4 separate regions of the Zea mays genome follow, and regions 1, 2 and 3 are each linked to region 4. The links are chromatin contacts, called in public Hi-C maps. All regions are on one chromosome and are shown on one strand. Each heading gives the region's core, a stretch centred on a gene start, on an enhancer-like site or on the middle of the called end of the contact. The rest is flanking DNA. Distances are from core to core; before and after follow the strand shown. Region 1 overlaps LOC100273114 (putative calmodulin-binding family protein). Region 2 holds the start of LOC100277233. Region 3 holds the start of LOC100273817. Region 4 holds the start of LOC103629048.

The links. A called contact is a pair of places that touch in the nucleus more often than the background predicts.
Region 1: a contact with region 4 is called in a Hi-C map of ear, with 2.7 times the contacts expected there. The contact joins the enhancer-like site here to the promoter of LOC103629048 in region 4. A contact is called at or near these places in 4 of 25 Hi-C or Micro-C datasets (bundle sheath, ear, leaf and 1 more).
Region 2: a contact with region 4 is called in a Hi-C map of leaf, with 4 times the contacts expected there. The contact joins the promoter of LOC100277233 here to the promoter of LOC103629048 in region 4. A contact is called at or near these places in 2 of 25 Hi-C or Micro-C datasets (leaf and tassel).
Region 3: a contact with region 4 is called in a Hi-C map of leaf, with 7 times the contacts expected there. The contact joins the promoter of LOC100273817 here to the promoter of LOC103629048 in region 4. A contact is called at or near these places in 8 of 25 Hi-C or Micro-C datasets (bundle sheath, ear, endosperm and 2 more).

The regions. Positions count from the first base shown.
Region 1 is chr6:19,284,145-19,286,844 of Zm-B73-REFERENCE-NAM-5.0, reverse strand. It overlaps LOC100273114 (putative calmodulin-binding family protein), which reads right to left. Exons shown (of 9, transcript NM_001147563.1): 9 at 2,603-2,700. Among protein-coding and RNA genes, the nearest start is that of LOC100273114, 12 kb to the right of the region's middle. Within about 2 kb of position 1,439, at least 15 of the 20 cell types and tissues checked have an H3K27ac peak or open chromatin away from gene starts, as enhancers often do. A contact at or near this core is called in bundle sheath, ear, leaf and 1 more, where this site is marked.
Region 2 is chr6:19,082,008-19,084,707 of Zm-B73-REFERENCE-NAM-5.0, reverse strand. It overlaps LOC100277233, which reads right to left and starts at 1,442. Exons shown (of 2, transcript NM_001150863.2): 1 at 1,076-1,442; 2 at 71-830. The coding sequence starts at 1,136. The coding sequence ends at 553. LOC103629056 (a long non-coding RNA gene) reads left to right here and starts at 1,957. Exons shown (of 3, transcript XR_002263081.3): 1 at 1,957-2,131; 2 at 2,335-2,527; 3 at 2,669-2,700.
Region 3 is chr6:18,523,257-18,525,956 of Zm-B73-REFERENCE-NAM-5.0, reverse strand. LOC100273817 reads left to right here and starts at 1,386. Exons shown (of 9, transcript XM_035959880.1): 1 at 1,386-1,665. The coding sequence starts at 1,521.
Region 4 is chr6:18,795,932-18,798,631 of Zm-B73-REFERENCE-NAM-5.0, reverse strand. LOC103629048 reads left to right here and starts at 1,450. Exons shown (of 2, transcript NM_001357028.1): 1 at 1,450-2,700. The coding sequence starts at 1,772. LOC118472159 reads right to left here and starts at 1,865. Exons shown (of 1, transcript XM_035959882.1): 1 at 295-1,865. The coding sequence starts at 1,076. The coding sequence ends at 507.

The DNA of each region.
Region 1 (2,700 bases), core at 190-2,689, 490 kb before region 4:
GCTAGTGGAGGACTACCTTACCCGAAAGGGGCAAGGGCGGTAGAGGAGTTGCCGGTATAGGGAGGTTCTCGGGTCAATCATGCTGCGATGGCTTTTTGGACGAGGGATTCCTGTATCGCTCTTCTCATGAAACTGTAGCGGGTTTTCTGAAGCTAGTGGAACTTTGTAAAGGCCTCGTAGTGATACCCTGCCTCGTCTCCTCGGTAGAGATGTATGGGATTCATGACCCCGTGGCAAATGGGTAACACGACTTGTGGGTTAAGATGTGCAACCTCTGCAGAGTATAAAACTGGTATATCAGCCATGCTCACGGTCAAGAGCGGCTCGGACCCTCACATGAGTAAATTATGGAACTAAACTCAATTTGACATGCATTGCATTGCATTGTGGGATTTATTACTAATTGTGATCAATTATTTAACTGGGATGGTATATACTTATACTTAGTAACTGCTAATAAAATTTTGACCAACTTATTAAAAGCAATGCTCAGCCTTAATCATTCTCTTTGGTAAGCCTTACACTACACTATTTCCCACAACTTGTTGAGCGATGACCGTATGGGAGCTCACCCTTGCTAAACTCCCCAGGTTAAGAACAGGTGCATCCAGAAGTGGAGGAAGACTCTGATGAAGATGAGTTTGGAGAGATCTAGGCCATCGTCTCCCAGTCAACTAGGGATTGTGGAGGATCGTCGTCGCCATATGGTGTAATATCTTTTAGTTATTTTGTACAGAATTTCTATTAAGTAATAAAGATATGACATTGATTTCTGTACCATGAGTCATCATATGTGTGAGACTTGATCCCGTCACGCATTTGATTCGCGCCCGGGTTTGCCCCTAAATCCGGGTGTGACACTAATGATACGAGGTGCTGGGCTGCCGGGGCAGCAATGAGTCCGTCTGGCCGGAGGCGTGGGCTGTGGCGCGTCGTCGACCGACCGATCGCTGAGACACCTTTAGATGGTCTCCGGTAGACTGGGTAAAATAGGGGACGCGAGACTGTTTAACACTGTTTGCAGAGTGAAGTTTGAAATAGGAGATGAGATGGGGAATGTGATAAGGAATCTGCTGGAGATAGCCTTACCTGGTCTGCTCAGGCTCTCTACTACGTAAAAGGAAAAAGATGAGGAGCATGGATTCACCAAAGATGTAAAGAAGTACTGTAACTAAAGATGCTGGCTGCTGCATACTGCAAAAGACCACATACCAGCTGGGTATAAAGGAGTAAAGTGCTGCATAAAGGGCTCGGGAACTGCAGTTACAATGATCGTGCTACGTGACGTGACATAAAATGCATGCGAGTCGGTGTTCTACCGTTGACGCAGGGACGAAAGACGCAGACGCAGACGCAGATCCAAAGCCATATACTACACCGTGATTGCATCTTCCTTTCCCTGTAGCCTGTAGCCTGTAGGGTAACCAGAATTCAGTTGCCGCCTTAACGTGACCCCCCCAAAGAGCAAGCCCAGCAACGTACTAGTAGGCCTCATCCTTGTTGGGCTGGTCTCAGCCTGAAACGCCATTGCTGAGCCCGGCCCAACCCATTAATTTTCGCCTCCCGATCGCAATGTTTGGTTTCTCGTGTCGAATGGTAAGGATCAGATATACCCCGTATATGATACCTAAGAGTTTCTCAAAAAAAAAAAAAAAGATACGATACCTAAGAAACATAATGATGCAGGCATGATTAGTTTTCTATCTCACTATATTAATTTTGTGACATAAATATTAGTTTTTCCCTAGAAAATTCGATAAAAAAAAAACTCGGGTTGCGGGATAGACGCCCCCGAGCTATTTTAATTTAGGACTAGTTTGGGAACACCATTTTTCCAAGGGATTTTCAATTTTCCAAGGGAAATTAGTTCTATTTTCCCTTGGGAAAATAGAAATCCCTTGGGAAAATGGAGTTACCAAACTAGCCCGAGAAAACCCCCAGCGCTATCTCCGCCCGCACATGATCAAACTACACAATTTTACTCTGGACAACTTCGAGGCTAATTTATTCATAAATGGGGTCATGAAGAGATAATTGGCGTGAAAGTTGAGGTTCTAAGTTATCTTTTTTAATAATGGCAAGGTAAATTTATGGTTACTTTATTATTCACAACGCAAAGTTTAGGCCTATGTGGTTAGTTTAAGTTATTTCAGTAAAGAAAAGTGGATAGTTTAGACATGAATCCTGAGTCCACCAAAATGATGGACGGATGTTTCAGTTTTAGCGAGAATGTTAAGGAGTTGTCTCAAAGAAAATGTATAATTAGTTCATGAGAAATAACATCAAGGCTCACGTGTCCCTGATTATAATAGATTAATAGTAAGACTGCTCAATTATGAGACCTGACAACTTTTCCAATTACAAAAGGATATAGTATCAAGCTTTGCTGTAGAACAAGCTTTGCTGTCAACACTTTTGTTCTCCCTAAAATTAGTCATATCTTTAGCATATACTTATGGTGATCTTGTCTGACTGTAGTATCAAGCACACTATCAAGTGAGTTCTGCACTAAAACTATTTTTGCTACAACTTGACAACATATTTGGAATGCAATAAATTTTATGAAATCATACAAGAATTTCATAGAAATCAGTTCAATTTTCACAAGAAAAGTACAGGATTATGAAGAAACCCTGCATTCCAATTGGGTCCTAAATTGATAAGTTGTCATATTTGGTGGACTTCGCCACACTAAAAAGG
Region 2 (2,700 bases), core at 193-2,692, 290 kb before region 4:
TCAGAAAGGGAAATGAAAAATAAAAAAAATGAAGTTTTACAAAAAATAAAAAAGAAAGAAAGAATATTAGAAGGAAGTGGAAAAGTATGCCTCAAGCTGGTGCAACAATAATTAAAATAACGCAAGGCAGTAGTCACACACACACAGCACAGAACCGCCACATGACATCCACTGTTTTTTTTTTGCAAACAAACAAAACATAATTATCGTCATCATCGTGACCATTCATTCAATCAATAGATGAAATGGTACAAGTAGTAGTAGTGCAGGAGAAGAATCGGAGGCTGATCGATAATAAGCCATGGAAATCAAAGAGCAAGCGCTGCATCGTCGTCTCCGGTGGCAAATCAACAGGACAAAACCACGGGCGTGGACGTCTTAGCTGGATGGATTGGGATTAGGATTAGGATTAGGATTAGGACCAAGAAAGCCTGCAGGCGCCACGTCACGCATCATTGCCAAATGCCAAACCACCCACCAATTATTGCTACTAATTTATTGTTTTTTCTTTCTTCTCGCTGCTGTCTTGTTCTTGTCCCGATGCAGCATGCTCTACCAGCTCCAGCGCTCGTTCTCGTTGCCGTCGGCGTCGGTGGCCGGCGGCAGCTGCGAGTAGAAGCCGTAGTCCAGGTCCTCCTGCTGCTGCCTCTTCCCGGCGTTGGTGCTCTTGCCGTGGTAGTGGTGCGCGAGCGCGGCTCCCCCGAGGACGGCGAGCGTGAGCGCCTGCGCGTGCATCCTGGCGTGGATGAGGCGCATGCCCGTCGCCCGCGCCGGCGCCCGCCGCCGGCTGTACGCCACCGACGCGCCCACCGCCGTCGCCCACACGGCTCCTGCACAAGCACAACAGCAACAGCATGTTTAATTTGTGAATCTAAGCTAGATTTGACAGCTGCTGCACGACCTGATCTGAACGTGCTCTGGTTATACCATATATTGAGGACGAGACGATGATGGGGAACGGGGATCGCAAAAGGCAAAAAAAAAAAAAAGATCCAAAGGGGAGGACATGGTGGAGATGCAATCGATGGGGTTCAGTGTCAGTAGTTAATTAACTGGACGATTTAGAGTCACTCACCGATGGTTGAGAGCTTGTGCTCCTCCACCCAGTACTGCAGCGACGAACTCATCCTTTCCATCTCTCTACCTCTTTGGATCTTCACTCGAAACGATCTGCTAGCTAGCTGTGTGTGTGGTGGATGCGTGCTTGATTTTCCAGCAGCCAGATGCCCTAGCTACTTATAACTGAGGAGCGACAGTGGACTGTGTGTGTTGAAGAGCATCAGCCTGCCATGGAAAGAGGGGAAAACAGGCGGAGACGACGACGAAACCAAAGGCAGCCGCAGCCGCAGCCGCAGCCGGGCCTTCTGTTTTCTGCCTCTCCTCAGTCCTCCGATCCCCCGGGTTTCCCTAGCTTCTTTCTTGTGGGCAGTAAGCAGGATGTGGGTTCGGTCGGTTATCCAGCCTGTTTTTTAATCCACCGGCTCCTGCTTTTTATAAAGTATTTTGTCCATATGGATTACAGTTCAGCCGCAGCGAACAGTTTTAATCGTGCCCAAGGTTTTTCTCAGTCAGTTCAGGCACGGGTGGGTCCACCTTATCTCCTCCTCCATTCCTAGTTACCAATAAAATACTCTTGTTTCCGGGCCGTGAGTGCTATGCTGGACCCGGTGTCAGTGGCACAGACGTAACAACGATGTCACCTACCGTCTTTTTTTTTTGATTTGGTCCTTTTTCCAAAAGTTTTTTATAAATACACCTTTTTTGTTTGATTTCAGAAAATAGATTCTCACCTCGACGCCGTTATCATTGGTGCCGAGGTTACACGCCTCGGCGTCAATTTGGCGCTGAGGTCTCAGATCTGTGCGATGAGGTGGCGCACACGTGACAGCGAGGTCGGCGCCATGGATCTGGACGCCAACCTCGGCGTCGAGACCAGTGGCGCCGACCTCGGCGCCGTCGATCTTGGCGTCGAGGTTCGCAATATAAACGGCGGCCATTCTTTCCTTGCAGACGCTGCTTTTTTATCTCATTCTTCACGGTTTTCTTCTTTCTCTCTACGACTACCATCCTCAAATATCACCAAATTGGACCTTTGAAACTTGTATTTGATCCAGTGGTCTTCTGTGGCAAGGTATCCTCTGACTCCTTTTTTTGTCATCGATTTGGTTTGTATGAAATATATGTCAAGGATTTCTAATTTTCTTATTATCGAATCTTAGGATGCCTATGCGTGGTAAATCTTCTAAACCAAGATAACCATTGTATATATTGTATTATCGAATTGTAGCGTTTAATGTTTATGCGGTTCTTAGAACGAAACAACTTGAATTTTAGGAAGGGTCCGTTGATCGAAAATGCCTTCGACCCGCTGCCTCTGCCTAGTGGTGTTCCAGTGCCTATGTGTTTTTGTGGTGATCCGTGCAAGGTAGTCAAGTCCGATGAAGAGGACACGTACATGCAGAGGTATTGGATGTGTGCTAACTATATTTATCAGCCAACGATTACTCAACGCCGCATTATCTTGATGGTGAGAATTTTATAGTCTAACATTTCTCTAGTTTCGTACGAATTGATGCATGATTTATTTGGCGCCTACCAGTTGCATGCTTTGTAGACTCCTCCACCGCTCTGTGATTTTGAGCAGTGGATTGACTCTAAGATCTCGCAGAAAGACAAGGAGTGAATGAAGAAGCTAAATAA
Region 3 (2,700 bases), core at 137-2,636, 270 kb after region 4:
TTGCACTCTTCCGCCCACTCATTTTTTTCTTGTCCTTTGCCTCTGGCTCAGGCCAATGGGACCTAGGCCTATACAACCACTCTCTGAAAATACACTTACGCCCATCGTATGGCTGCAGGAGAATAAATTAGTAAATTTATGCAAAACCTATCAAAATTTTGGAAATATGTTATGCACTTACATAATTACTGTTGGGACACACGAAGTACTTCGCAGTGTCCTCACATATCATAGCACGATCTCCACAATCGCACCGAGGCGGAGACTCCAGTCGTCTTTCTGTGGCTATGTTCTTCTCCTCATCCGTCATTGGTGGCGGGTTCGGGGGAGGAGGCACCCAATGCTTAAAACGCTCACGTGTGTTCTTCCCGCTCAACCAATTATCGAAAAGTAGATACCGAGGGTCAAACTTATCAGGACCGTCGATCCACTGGAAAAAAAGCACCTCAAGTGAGCCTACAAGAATGAAACGAAGCATTAGTACACATCAGGTAGACAGCAAAAACTCACAAGTGAAAAACTACGTACGTTAATACCGCCACATGTGTAGAAGCAGCGAGCAGTCATGTCTGGATGTTTGGATTGAAATACCCAAGCCAGTCTGCCACAGTCACAATTAGACACAGGAAGATCAGGAGGAACCGGAGCATCCTTACTAGATGCATCCGGATATAACTCCCGAGGACGACCTCTCTTCTGCCACAACGACTCCCGATACATGTCTTCCATCTACGAAACGATTTTATATTAACACAACTATAGAAATACCAGAAATGATTTAAACTTATAAATACCATGGTACTCATAGTTTCAAAACCCTAAAGATTTTATAAACACGTGATTCGCAAACTATCTAACAAACTGTAGTCTTCGTATCAACCATATATCCTAGGAATCATGACTAATAACAATACGCGCACCAATCAAAACTAATTAATCGAAACCATACAACACAATATATGTAACAAACGAATCAGTGAGACACCATACCTTGGTCTTCAAGATATACGGATCAAATCAAAGTTTTCCAACTCGAACACGCAGATTGGAGCACCTCTCGGCGGTATGGATGAAGATGGCAACGAGGGAGGCAAATGGCCGGGCGCAGCTCTCGGCCAGAAAAGAGCCGATTTATATGACTTCCTATCTCGGCGCCAAGATCTATGGCGCCGAACTAGGTGCCACGTCGGCCCCCGCTCGCCAGCGCGGCAGGTACCTCGCCAGCGGGGTAGATACCTCGACGCCATAGCCTATGGCGCCGAGCAGTGTTACCTCGGCGCCACGGCCTATGGCGCCGAGCAAAGGGTCCAAAAATAGAATTAAGTCCTCCAGGGATCTAAACGTGAATTTTTTTCGGAAAAAGGGCCAAAATACAAAAAAAATTCGGCCCCGCGGGCGCCGCGCCCGCCCCCCTCCGCGCCCGCCGCGAACGCCACCACCCACTCCCGAGCGTCACCCCTCCTTAACCCTAGCTGCCACAACATCACGAAAGGACCGGATCTTGGTGAGCTCGAGGGTACATGACGCGGTTCTTCCTATCGCGGCAGGTGACCAGGACCTCTATCCCCTCCTTGATGGAGGTCGGGGACTGGGATGGAGGCCAGGGACTCGACGGCGGTGGGCCTGGAGGTGGCGGCAAAGGCCTCGGCGTCGACGGCCGCGGCGGTGCGCATTTCTCGGCTCGTTCATTCTTGTGCCCTCCTTCGATTACTTCATTTCGTCGCGTCCCAAATCGGTCGATGGAAAATGGAATCTCGATGGCTTTTGTTAAATCTGGATTGCTATGCATGTCTAGCGATGCACTTGGATTTTTGGTACAGTGAGATTGGTAGCCGCACATGGGGAATCTCGATGGCTTTTGTTAAATCTGGATTGCTATGCATGTCTAGCGATACACTTGGATTTCTGGTACCGTGAGATTGGTAGTTGCAGATGGATACAGGGGGCCTTAGTGAAGTGGCAGCAGAAGACCTGAATATGGGGGTGGACACATCTTCTCATCTGGACGTTGAAGCAATGTCTTCAGTTCCTTGGTGGTGGTCGGTTAATGCTTCTTTGTAACAGGTGCAATGTCTTTTCTGTTTTTGAACCCTGTGTCTGTCTTCTGTAAGCTGCCACGGTTGGCTGGTGTGTTTTTCTGCTTTTTCATTAGCTATTGTTGTTAAAACTTTGCCCTGGCTCCGGTTGGTGCTAGGTGTTCTGGCATTTAAACTTGAGCTGTAATGGATATCTGGTCTATTACTATCAGCAAAAGGCCGGGGCTATTTTGGCCCTTGAACTCTACAAAAATCCCCAATGTCACGGACAACATCTCAATTAATGTTTATAGTTGTGGTCACAACAACGATAGCTGAAAGTGGGTAAATGTTTTCATACTTTTAGTGGCCTCGTAACCAAGATTTTAACCATCTACTTATGGAATATGTCCCCATCTTACCGAAACTTTGCCTACAGTTTCATCCTTCTCCATCCTCGTTCTCCCCGTTCTCCCACCTCCCCGACGCCCGCCCACTTGTTATCCAGGTGTTTCGCTTTAGTGATTGTGATTTCCTTATTGACTTTGCCGATTCTAGCATATAATTGTCTAACTACAGTGATTCACTGTTTCCATACTCTTGCAGCACGCCAGCACCAGACGTGGAAAACTCCGTCATGCAACTATTGTCAATTGCAAATTGTTGGTGGATGGCCTCAAATCGG
Region 4 (2,700 bases), core at 201-2,700:
TGCGCGCTTGCCTGTTGGCTGCTTGCTTTCTTTACAAATTAATTATGATGAACCAATGGGCCTGTTCGCTTCTGACTATTTCAGTTGTGGTTGCAGCAGTAAACTAGCGCAGCGCTGTTGCTAGAGCTAGGTGAAGGTACAGCTGCTGCACGGAGCTGGTGTATTATTGGGGAAGGGCGTAATGGCATTGAAATCAATTAGACCAGCCATTTGTAAATCAGGTCTAAAACTGTGCTGTAACCTGCCTCATCCAGTGTAAAAGCCAACACTCGCTCACATTTCAGCTGGCAGAAATGAAAGGAGAGTTCAGAAAACTTCCATGTTATTTGTATTCTAAACGATACACTGCTGTGTTTATTTGAACCAATAAAATCACATTGTGAAAAAAATGCAACAAACGGGAGCATGCATCGGACATCATTCTCAGATAGACAGATACATACAAGTAAACTAAAAGAAAAACAGAATGCCAAGGATAATTAAGTAGATAAAGATCTATGGATCTACTAGGTGACAACCTGCGGCTTGCTTCCCGAGTGCCCAACAAATAGGATGCAGGCGGCGATAAGCGTGAGCACGACGAGGACCACGACGACGATGGCGAGACACTTGGCGTGGGGACGAGACACAGCTCCCACCGTCACCACCATGGACAGATACAGCCCGAGAGCTATCGCACAGAAGAAGAAGAAACCAACCGTGTTGAATGGCCCTACCATGAAGCGTCCGGCGATCGCCGTGAAGAGGCCGCCAGAACTGGCGATGCCTTGTGAAAGGTCCAGCAAATGGCCCAGGTATGGACTGTCCTCATCGTCTCCGATCATGTCCTGTGTGAAGGATGGCAACACGTGTCTGTCTGCCGCATGCCGCAGCTTCGGTTGGAGGAGGGCGACGACGGCGGTGAGGATGGCGAAGGCGTAGTATTTGTTGAATGACAGGATCAGAAGGCAGGTCGCCAGCTCTAGGAGGAGCTGAAAAAGGGTCCGCCATCCTACGCCAGGTGCCCCGGTCTTGGTAGCCTCGTCGACCCCTTCGCCTGGTCTTCGTCGGGCCCTTCGCCGGCGACAAACACCCATTAGTAGTCCTCCCGTGGCAGGCCAGACATTCAGATTGAACTCGTCGGCTCTCGTCCTCCGTCCTCTGGTCCTCTCTGGTGAGGTGTTCTTATTCTCCCCCCCCCTCTCCTAGGCCGCCTTCCTCCTTGGGCTTCTCCGTTGCTGCCGATAGCCATGTGATTTTGTTGCAATGAGGCTGTGGCGGGGGTGGGTTCCTGGGGTTGATGTTTCCTTTGAGCCGTTTAATGGAGATCGGTCCCATGGTGGTTTGGAGGCCCATTCGATGTGGGATGGGGCATAGGATGAAGACACATCGCCTCTAGCCAAATCAAGGGTGGAAACCGCTGTGCCGCAACTTGACCTAATCGGCTCTCCTTCGCTCCCTCACTTGGCCGCTTTACTTGCCTCGATCTGGTCATCCCCTTCCTCGGTGAGATCTAGTTTCAGTGGTGGGTGGAGGTGGGTGCCGATCCAGCCCCCGTCCTCGGAGGAGGAGTGGTCGAGGATTGGATCGGGGAGATCTCTGCCGGTTGCAAGGCGTGAGGCGATGGGTGCCAAAGGTTGGAGCCAAAAATGGGGCACTGGGAACAACAGGGAGGAGGCTCGCGATCCGCCGCAGTGGAGTAGAAACAGGAATCTGAGCTGGAGATTGAGGCCTCCCCCCTGGAAAGACGATCCCCAAAAAGGATGTAGCCGACTCTTCTTCCACTGGCGAAATGATCGTGCAAGGTAACCCTAATTTCTCCCTTCATTCTTCTGGGTCTGAGAATGAAATGGGGAGGAGATTTTTCTGCCAGAAGTGTGGGGAAGAAGGTCATCACGCAAGGGATTGCTGCAAGTCTCTTTGGTGTGAGATCTGTCGCAAGGACACCCATGTGATGGCTAAATGTGTTTGGCCGCGACAGATTAAGCCCATGATGCCGATTGTGGGCATGGCTGCAGATGGGCTAGGGTTCTTCTCATCCCAGTATGCTAAACCCAGTCTCAGGAAACCTAATCTATCTTGCTTGGGGTTGGTTAAGATTCTGGAAGGGTTTGTGTCTGCCTCTGAGCTTGAAAAGGATTTTAGCTTTCACTTTCCTTGGGGAAGAACTTGGAAGGCAGAGAAATGTCCAGCTGGTTATGTGATGCATTTTCCGTCTCAAGATAAGCTAGATGAGCTGAGTCAGTTTATAGAGGTCAAAATGAAGATGTCCGGAGCTAAAATCATGGTGCTGCCCTGGAACTGTCAGGCTAATGCGAAAGCAAGGCTGCATACTGTTTGGATGAGTGCGGAGAATGTGCTAGATGAGTTAAGACACTACCAGGCTATCTGCGAGCTGGGATCGATCTTGGGGGCTGTTGAGGAAGTGGATTTAAAATCTCTGGAGATGTCAGAGTCGGTCAAGTTTAAGGTTCATGTTAAGAGCATTAACATGATTCCAAAAATAGTGGAAGTTGGTGTCAAGCCTTTTCTGTTTGATGTGTATTTTAAAGTGGATTCAATTGTGGAAGAAGGGTGGAATGAGGAGAATTCGAATCTTGGTAAGAGAGTGAAATCCAATACATGTGTTTCTGAAGGATCTATGTCTAAATCGACAGGGAAAAAAGCTAGAAAGGAGTCTGTGGACGGCAAGGAGAAGAATGAGGTTGCTTCTTCGGCTGG